Regions from separate parts of the Arachis hypogaea genome. Here region 1 is linked to region 2. A link is a contact called in public Hi-C data. All regions are on one chromosome and are shown on one strand. The core of a region is the stretch at or near the end of the contact, and the rest is flanking DNA. Distances in the headings are between cores, read along the strand shown.

Region 1 (5,717 bases), core at 3,118-5,617, 92 kb after region 2:
ATAAGTATCATCTTATGATTTCTTCTCTTGATTATTGATTTTTATGAAGGTAAGCTCTAATCCCAAGTGCACATACAATTCGGCCATCATCATCATGATACATATTCATGAAACTATGAAAGATTCATATCAAGCACTTACAAAACATATTATTAACTCATCAATTACTCAATCATTTTTAAGAACATTCATATTCATCAAGCATCATCAAGACATCATCAAAACATCAATATAACATATTCAAATTTGAGACTTTCTAGTTATCCTAATCCTTACTTTTTTTGTTAGTCTTCTCAAGTTGCTTTCTTAGCCCTTCTAGTCACCAAGAATTTCCTAAATAAAAACAACACATCAAATAATTAAAATTATGCCTCATGGTCGAGACCTCAATGAAAGGAAAGGGAGTAATTTTTCACCCTTTTGAACTTGAATTTTGATATCTTAGATATTCCTCTTGAGGTTCCTAGTGTTAGCTTGCTACACAAGAAAATGAACAACATAAGTCCTTTATGAATGGGCATGAAAGTCGAACTTGCAAGGAGAGAAAGTGAAAGTATTCTCTTCACTAACCTTAAGAAGTAGATGAGAAGAATGGTATTTGCTTCTTTGTTGCTTGAGATTGATGTTATTCCTTACTCCTTAAAAGATCTAGAGATGGTTTCTTATACAAGAAGATGATTAAAACTATAAGAAAAACGTTGAGTACCGTCGAACAAAATCAAATGGTATAAACCTTATTGGTAAATGTATACTGTCAGAATTTTTTCGTCCAATAATAAGACAAATAATATACTTGTCATACATTTTGAGGTAGTATAAAAATATCTTAGTGCCTATATTTTCTGGTTACATTAACTTCAGTGATATCGTAGTCTTTATGCTTTCGTATTTTTTGTCGCAAACTTGAATCATACCATTTACATTTAAACATGCACACCTTGTAGGTAGTGCGACAGAAATACTAGAAGGGAGTGGCCAAACTTTATGAGAAGAAATTTGGGTGAATTTAGATTTCATTTTATCTTAATTTGATGAGTGGTTAATCTTATCTTTAGGTTAATTCACCACATGGTGAATTAATCTTGTGGTGGACAAGAAATGGTAAAAGAAGATGAATTTAATTTCTTTTCTCTTGTCTACTCTTGATCTTATCTCATAATTTTCTTACTTAATTAGCAAGGCAAAATTTAAGCATGGGAAGTTAAAGAAAGAGAGAAAGTGATTGGTTTTATGTGAGGAGAATAGTGAAGATTTTGTGTTTAGGTAACGTAAATTGGAGTAACATCATCATCCTTATCCATGATTAATTGATTATGTATAATGATGGTTGATTGAAAACGGTATTATTGGAAATTGGGATGAGAAAGGATGTATGACATGTTAATGTATTTGTAAATTAGCCATTTGATTGAGATGGGTAAAATGGTTGGATGGTAGTTTTGTGAATTGTGATAAAGTGTTAATGTGTGAGTTGAGGATGCTTGATGTTGATTTTGGTATATTTGATTGATTTCAAAAAGGGATGAAATTGGTATGTTTTGGCTCTATAACTGACAGATGATATCATCAGCCACTAGGACAGGCATGCATCATATGCATCTATGTGACATTGTTTGGGTGTGCATATTGTACTTGCTTCGCCTTTGTGATTACTTGTGATTAACTTCTAATTGTTCTACTTGCTGTAACTGCTTGTTTGTGCTTGAACTTTCCTAATTGTGTTTGCAACTGAGACTTTATTGAACTGCGGTGATTGGTTGCTATTTGGGTTGTTTGGGTCTAGAGTCATGGTTGATCATGAGGTGGGTTGAAGGCCATGTCTGGTTGATATTTCTGGTTTGGAAAAATATGAAAGGCTAATTTGGTTCAGCATAGATAAACCTTTTGAAAGGCTTTTAAGTTTTTAAGAATTGAACAGTGTCTCTTTCAAAAAAGGTTTTAGATTTCTCTTTATAATAAACCGTTATTTTTGAAAAGATACATAAGGCGATTATCAACCCTATTATAGTAATTCTGCAACCCTACGGTGAAAACCCTTTCGAGAATGATGTTCTCACCTCTTACAACTTTCCCATTTCAGGATATGGACGCGGAAGTCATGAAAAGCTTATGTAGTTGTTGTCTCGATGTTTTGTATTGCTTTAGTTATTGTTTATTGTTCCCTCGCCTTTATGTATATGTATTCTGTAAGAGAGATATGAATTGTATTGGTTAGTGCTTGTAGAGTTATTTAATATATATACACACACATATGTATGTACTCTTTGTGAGTTTTGTATGTTGTATTGTATGTATGGATGTACGTTACATAACAAAAGTACTTTTGGAGCGATATTGCGGTTTAAAGTTTTAAACATGCTCATATTTTAGTATTAAATAGTATAAGAGTCGTCGTAATGTGCGATCTACCAGAGTCGCGCAGCTGGAAACGTGAGCTTTGATAGTTAGAGTGTTACATAATTCATCACATAATGAATTAATATGTGGTGAAATACCACTTGTCATGACCATTACACCATCGCTATTACCTTTATTATATCCTCGCCATTAGAGTACGTTTGTTTTATGTGCGTGTCTATAAAAGATATAGATATAGATACACATGTACAATGTTTGGTTGTTAAGATACTGATTTTTTAAAGACATGGCAACATACAAACATATATAAAATACATGTATTTGATGTCCTTAAAAAAAGATGAGATATTAAGACACACTAAATAAGACACAAATTTTTACCATTTTATCTTTGATTATTTTTTAAAATACCATTCTTATCCCTTAATCTTAACCCCCTTTTTTCATCTTCTCCTTCCTCATTCTTGTTTTCAAATACTCCACCCTCCTCCTCTTCTCTCATTCTTTCTCCCTATTTCCTTTGTCAGTTCTTTTTCTCTCTGCCACCGCCACTATCGTCGCTGCCGCCGCTGCGCCCTTCTCTCTTCATCTTTCTTTCTCCACCACTTGTTTAGATCCAGATCCGTCTAGATCCGTCACTGTCGCTGTGCTCCACCCTAGTGAACTCATGCAGTTTTGACATGTCCAGAGGTCAGAGGCAAATCTGTTTAGACAAAAAAGAAGATACCATTGCTCCCATGGTCTAGATCCGTCACACCTCCTCCTTATTTGGTCTAGATTTCCTATTACTTTCGCTTTCTCCTTGCCGTCACCTTTCTTTCTTTTCGTTTTTACGGCTTAAACCACCGTCTCTTCCCTCTTCTTCTTCAGTCTGCCACTGCTGCTCTCTCTGATTTTGCTTTTTGTTCATTCTTCCTTCTTTTTGCCTCTTTTTTCATTTTTCTATTTTTTTAAAAAGGGTTCAATTGTTTTTATTATTCATCTCTATTTTTTTAATATTATTGAATTTGTGGATAAAATTATTGAAATTTTATGATATCTGAATCATTTATTTTTTGTTATATGAATGGTAATGGAGAAAAAAAATGAATGATAATAGAATAAAAATCTATGTGGTGATGATGATAAAGGTAGAAGATGTGAGTATTATAAACTTTTTAATATTTTGTGTGTCTTGTATATTTGTTTTGTCAAACACAATATATATATATATATATATATATATATATATATATATATATATATATATATATATATATATATTGTGTTTGTGTCTTCTTAATATATGTCTTAGTGTTTATGTTTATGCCTAAGATATAACATACTAGACTAAAATATTTTTTAAATAAAATTTAATTACTTTAGATAAATTCACCTTCAACCTTAATAATAATTCAAATAAATTATCTATGATTATTAGGAATATTTTTAAAATTGATTTGATTTAAAATAAATTGAATTGGAAATAAATTATTATATTTATTATTAATGACTTAAAATATGAATTAATTTGATTTACAAATTAATATAATAATTTAATTCTTTATTTTACAATACAATCTTTCACTATCACTGCAGGTGACGAAACTACCCTAAATAAAATATAAAATAAATTTAATTCTAAAATTAGATCAAATTAATTTCGATTTTATTATATTTCAAAACAGTGACATATGTCTCAGTTCTCAAATAATTCAGTCAACATGAGGAGAGACATACGCATATACCTATTGGCTATTGTTGGGAAGAAAGCCTTTCTAGCAAAAATTTTGCAGTCATCTTTTAAATTTTTCTGTTAAGTAAATTAATTACCGTCCAAACTCCAAAAGACCAAAAGAGTCAATTAATGATGGAAATTAATAATAGAATCTTGAGAAATTCATAAAAGAACAGGAAAGTAATTATACTATTTAATAAGAAAATAAAATATATTATAGCAAAATATAGTAAATAGATTTTATTTTTAATGCAAAATATATTTATAATAAAAATATTATTCTGTATTCTCTAATTGGGGAAGAGAAGAAAAGAGAAGAAAAGAAGATTGAAAGAGCGTAGGGACGGAGTGGTCATTTTCAAAGACCTACCCCATCTTTATAACAAACTCACAATGCCCATAGCTCGCACTGCTTCTCCTTCTTCTCTTTCTCTCTCTAACCGTTTTTTGTTTCTCCATTCCCTAAATTATAGTGAGAGAAACTCCCATTCCCTGCACTCTCTTTCTCTCAGTCTTCTTTATTAATTATACACACTCAGCTTCTTCCGCCAACACCTTCGTCTGCTCCAGCGCCTTTTTATTTTTCAGGTGAAAATTGAAATATGAAACTCGATCACTCTTTTTTTTATTCTATTTTTTTCGCCTAGGGTTTGGTTCTTCTGATTTCAGTGTATGATTTTCAGTTTGCCGTTTTCTCTGTTTTTTTTTCCGCTGTTTTTGCTTCATGTGTAGGGGTATTTGTTGTTTTATTTTCACGGTATTTGTGAAAATATGATAATTTATTTTATTTTTTTTCTCTTCTTTAGATCTAGTTGTGTGGACTGTGGTAGATGTTGCTGTTGGTGATTTTGCTTCTGATCTGATCTGCTTCTGATTTTAACGATTACCGTTTGTTATCTTGCGGGCTTAGCTTTTTTGAAGGTTTTCTTTATTTTACTTTTTTTTTGTTACTTGATGCTTGTGTTGTAGATCGTACTGTTGTTTATCTTTGGTTGTTACTTTCTAGGGTTTGGTGGTGTTGATTATGGTTGGGTTTAGTGGTTATCGCTGATGGTGGTGATATTGGGTTTGGTTTTAGTTGCAATGTGTGTACCCTGGATGATGATTTTACTGATCTATTTTTTGACATTCTCTCCATCTGGTACATTTTCTCCTTCTGGAAACCAGTGAATGACTGCTTAGGTTGCTTGCTGTTCTCTATCCTTGTGATACTTGAAGTATTCCAACTTGTAGAAGCTGCTTTCTTGGTGTTTTTTTGTGCTTTTATCATGAGTTGTTTTGTTTATTGTCATGAGCAGTATCCTCGATGGAAATCCCTTGAGCGCTGTACTTGATTTTGATGTTTAGGTTATAAAGTTGTTGGCATGTGTGATAATTTGATCATATGTAGCTCTCTATAAAGTGATTATATTTTGAGATGTTAGGCGTGCCTTATACTGAGGTGCTTATTTATCACTAGTCACAAAGTTGTAACGCTTTTTCCCCTTTGTGTGCAGTGTTCATCATGGTTCGGAAGAAGAGAACTGAAGCAGCTAGTTCTAGTGGGGGTGAAAGCTCTGAGGGCCAACAGCGCCCTGCAGAAAGGAGTGCTCCACCCCAACAGGCTGCTCCCACCAGTGGGCCTGGGCCACAAGGGGGAGGT
Region 2 (5,226 bases), core at 1,018-3,517:
ATTCTTCCTTTAAAAATCGCCACCACCACTTGAACAATAACGCTATATTTTAAATCGCTGCATCACCCACTCCCAAATCTCCCAACCGTTTTGGAGCTCACACTATTTATCACCTCACCAACAGTATCCCATGCTTGTCATCCTCATTACTCTACTGGAATCTCCTCTGCAAATATATCAATTTTTCTGCTATTGCTCTGGGCATCCTATACAAGCTTAAGTAGTATACCGATAGACCATTAAACACAAATTTGATAAGGATCAGCTTACTAGCTTTATTAAGCATTTTGCCTTTCCACAAGCTAGGTTTCTCCTGCATTTTCTCTATAATTGGTTTTCATGTCTTGACCAATCTCAGATTCACACCCAAAGAAATTCTCAGATATTTGACCGGTAGCAAAGCTTCTTTACACCCTGACAATCTACACATTCTTTGTGACCACTCTTGTTCACAATTGACCAGGATCAAACTAGATTTATCGAAGTTAATACTCAAACCAGACATCAGCTTAAAACACCACATAAATTTCTTATAGTTTTTGATAGTCTCTTCTTCCTGAGGGTAGAATAGTATGGTATCATCCGTGAATTACAAATGAGACAATTCAATATTTTCCTTCCCAAATAACAGAGGAGATATTCTTCCATATTTAACTGCCTCTTCCACCATTCTATGAAGAACATCAACAACAAGAACAAATAGGAACGGAGAAAGAGGATCACCTTGTCTTAAGCCTCGTTCTATCTTAAAAGATTTATATGGTGAACCATTTATCAAAACCAACATAGACGTCGTGCAAACACAAGCCTTGATCCACACTCTCCATCTTTGGCTAAAATCCATCTTCTGAAGTATAATATCTACAAACTTCTACTTAACTCTATCATAAGCTTTTTGAAAATCTAACTTAATAATCACCGATTTCTTCTTTCTCATCTTCAGCCACTGCACCGTTTCACACGCAATCAAAGTTCTATCATGTATTTTTCTTCCCTTCACAAAAACACTCTGAGTCTCCCCAATTAAACCAGACATAACCTACCTTATTCTCCTTACCAACACCTTCGATATGACCTTATACACACATCTTACCATACTAATCGGCTAAAGATCTTTAATTTCCTTCGCTCCCACAAACTTCAGAGCCAGCAACACCCATGTAACATTAGAATCTCTTGGTAATTTAGTTGACGGAAAAAAATCCATCACTGCTTTAGTGAATTCAGATCCAATGCCCCCAACATTTATTGATAAAATTCATATTGTATTCATCACAGCCAGTAGCCTTAGATGACTCATAATTTCAAATTGCCTCGTTTATTTCTTCAGCCAAAGGCATCCTTTTTAATTTTGTAGCATATTCGTCCTGTATCTTATTAACTAGTTTATTCCGAAAATCTATCAAAGATGACTCTTCCTGATGATATAAGTTCTTGTAGAAATCTACTATAACAATCTTGATCCTGGCTAGATTTCTCACTACTCTTCTATTTATTACTTATGTATCAATCTGATTATTTCGTCTTCTTAATGAGGTTAAATTGTGAAAATATATGATATTTTTATCCATGTGCTTAGCATGATGAAACATTGATATTTGCTTTAAATGTAATTTCTTTCTGATATACTATTTTTTACAAAAGCTCACTAGGACTATCCAATGCAATCTTTTGTGGTTGTTGAATTTAAAGTATTTGATGTTATTGAATTAAAAAAAATATGAAGTATTGGTGATGACAATAATAACTATGAAAAAAGAAATGGTGAATGTAAGGTGAAGACTAGTATAGTGGTGGAATTAGAGGATAATTTAAAAATTTTATTTAATTATTTAGAGTTTGAATAATTTTGCTTGTAAAAATCAATTTTTTATAAATATAAATGATACTTTTCATCTTTTATAAATAAATATATCAGTATTTTCAATAAATTTTATAGATAGAAATAATAATTTTTTCAATTTATTATAAAATCAAATCAAAATATATCCAGCAGCTTCGAGACAAACATAAACATAATCTACACATTTCTTTTTTACCTGGTTAATTTGTCTGTACTTTCTCTTGGTAAAGGAGCAAATCATACAATATCTATCTATTGTAATTCATGACATAAACATTTCCATATGAAATAAAATCCCAACGACCAACACCTGAAAATGCACCTGATTTTTGGATTTTCCATATGGCTCTTCACAAGCTCATACATAAGAGAGAGACATGGTGGGGTCCATTTCTATTGGTGGGGGAAATTAGTACTAAGCCAATGAATGATCATATGAAAAAGAAGAAATTGATGAATAGTTTGGACTTTGGTTCAAACAATAATAGTCTCCTATTAAATAAGTTTGTTCTACAAGACCAAAAAAAAAAAAGTTTGTTCTAATTGCAAATAATTGGATGCATTGAACATGTGGTGCATTATTTCTTTTGTACATAGTGTTTCTTGTTCACTATCTAATCTAACGATAAATAAATAAATATATAAATGTTGGACTCGAAGAAATTGAGACTAACTAATTGTAACTAGTGTTGGTAAGTAACACATATGTCAACGTATTATTGTTTCATTGCCTCAAGTAGTGTAATTTATTTCTTTAATTTTCTTTGTTTTTCTTTAATTTTCCTTTGTGAATATATTTCTACCTATTGTTCGGTACCATATATTAAAACTAATAATAAATTATTGTTTACCATAAAAGAATTAAGCATAAGCAATTTTAACCATAAAAGTTATAAAGTAATTTGATACCCATTAAAAAAGGGTTACTTCAAAAAAATAATCCAAAACATTTAACAAAATTACTTAACAAAGTAATAAACTATCTATTCTTAGTAGTTTTCTCAAAGTAATCCATTCACTTTAACATATTTTTTAGTTTATAAAACGTAAGAAAATTGCAAAATTTATATTCTATTTAATAATAAATAAATATACCATATATATAACTTACATTGAAATATCACCATTCTAGTAAAAATGACAACATGCATTGAGCTTTCTGATTTTATGTCCTGTAGCTTGGGCAAGGGTTGGTCTCAACTTTCTTGTGCCATTGCTGCCACTGTTTCATTCAAACCCACCCTAAAGAGAGATTTGAGGGATCTGATGGTTCATTGCATCACTGTCCTTTCATGTGGTTAAAAATCAGTATCATAATCTAATTTATTTTTTCATAAACATATAAAAATAAAAAATAACAATGTAAAGTACCTTGCCGAAGGGGATACCCTACTTTAATCGGATAAAGATATGCATGCTATTAATTAAATAAGGTACGAACAATTCACAAAGTGACGTGACCTTACTGGCTTATCAATTGGACTGACCCAATAAAACACACATTACAAACACTAGGGTCACCTAACCCTTACCTTGATTCACCTTATCTCATGCATTATTATATTCATATTTTGTATATGGTGAAAACTCAGTTCTCACGTAAAGTTGATAACTAAGAGCTGTTAAATGATTTAACTGATTTGACTAAATTTTTATGTAATGGTTCTCAAATATCAACTTTACATAAAGTCGACTGTACTTGAGCTTTCACCTTTGTATATATTACTGAAAGGAGAATTGTTGACCCATGACCTCTCATATCATAGACCATCTCCGGTAAGAAACTCATTCCAATTCCTATTTATAGCTCACCTGTTATAAAAAATAACTCTACATCAGTTTTTGCGTAATAAACAGTAAATAGGAACTCAGCATTTTTTTTCTTCTTCATTAAAAAAAATTAACTTTAGTCCTTATTGTGGTCTCACATAATTAATTAATTAAAATACTTAAAATTAATGTAATTAATTTTTTTACAATAATATTATTTAAATTTATGAATTAAAAAATAATTTATTGTTAAAGATATTAATATAAGAAATTTATAATATAATTAGTATTTTTAAATTTGTAATAACTAATTTTATAATATGGTTAGTATTTTTAAATTTTATAAATAAAAATAAATAATCTAACTAAAAGTTATTTTGAAATTTGTGAAAATTAAATTAATTTTTTTACATAAATAATTTTAATTAATTATAATTTAATATAATTATTTATTTTAAAGATAACTTACCACATTCGCTATAAGAATCCGTCTGAAGAGAAACTCTTCTCCCTTAAATCATGTGAAAGAACTCATCTTTTTTTTTCTCCGACGGATGGAACTGCATCCTATCAGACAAAAGTAGGTTGGAAATTCACCCATCAAAGTTGCTCTTAATTCTTATGTACAGTTTATATAAAGAAAAAAAATTATATTATTGGTTTATCTTATAAAATTATAAAAATTAGTCTGTTTATGGCGTATGTGCTTGAAAAATATTCATAGAGCACATTAACTAAAATTTAAAAAAAATTAGATTTATTAATAAGATAAAAGACGTTGGTACCTTTATATAAGCAAGGATACTGTAACAAAATTTTTCTATATATAAAATGAAAATATTGTATAAATACCATAAATTAGACATCATATATATACATGTTTCAGTATTTTTCTAGCAGAAAGACTAAAAATTAAAATGATTAAATTTTTTGTAATAGAGTGATCAAATATTTTATAGTAAAATAATAAAATTTAATCAAACTTTTTTCATCCCAAATTATCAAATGTTTACATTGACATTAAATGTTTTAATACAACCAGAATACATATGGTTAGGTTAAATTCATATACAAAATTAATCACTAAAACATGGTTAATACATATAAAATATAATGACTGATTTAACACTAGTTATATAATAATAATAAATGATGATGATGATGATAATAATGAAAGAATAACATTAATTTTACAACTCAAAGTTAATGAATCATTTTAATTTTTGATTTCAACATTGTTACATGCATATGAAAAAATAAATTATCAATTAGCCACCCATATATAGATACATATAAAAATACGGAGCAATTATATATTCACATATATAATCAAATTTTATAAATGATATAATCAAAATTTATAAATAATATAATCAAGTTTGATTCACAATTATATAATCATTTTACAAATAATATAATCAAACATATTTACTTTTGTAATCAAAATTTATATTAAGAAAAGTATAAAATACAATGGTGAGTATTTTTACATTCATGAAAAGATTGTATGCTAATGATAAAATATTTAATTATTTTATTATAAAAATTTATTATTTTAATAGTTAATCACTTGACTAAAAAAATATGTATATAATCCATATGTATGATGATAG

The links. Hi-C and Micro-C count contacts between places; a contact is called where the count stands out from the background.
Region 1: a Hi-C map of leaf shows a contact between it and region 2, with 1.6 times the contacts expected there. The contact joins the promoter of LOC112802439 here to the enhancer-like site in region 2. A contact is called at or near these places in 4 of 8 Hi-C or Micro-C datasets (leaf and an unstated tissue).

What each region holds. Positions count from the first base shown.
Region 1 is chr5:105,000,882-105,006,598 of arahy.Tifrunner.gnm2.J5K5, forward strand. It overlaps LOC112802439 (protein argonaute 1), which reads left to right and starts at 4,368. Exons shown (of 22, transcript XM_025845661.3): 1 at 4,368-4,663; 2 at 5,572-5,717. The coding sequence starts at 5,580.
Region 2 is chr5:104,910,929-104,916,154 of arahy.Tifrunner.gnm2.J5K5, forward strand. No RefSeq gene overlaps it. Among protein-coding and RNA genes, the nearest start is that of LOC112802438, 28 kb to the left of the region's middle. Within about 2 kb of position 2,268, at least 1 of the 3 cell types and tissues checked has open chromatin away from gene starts, as enhancers often do.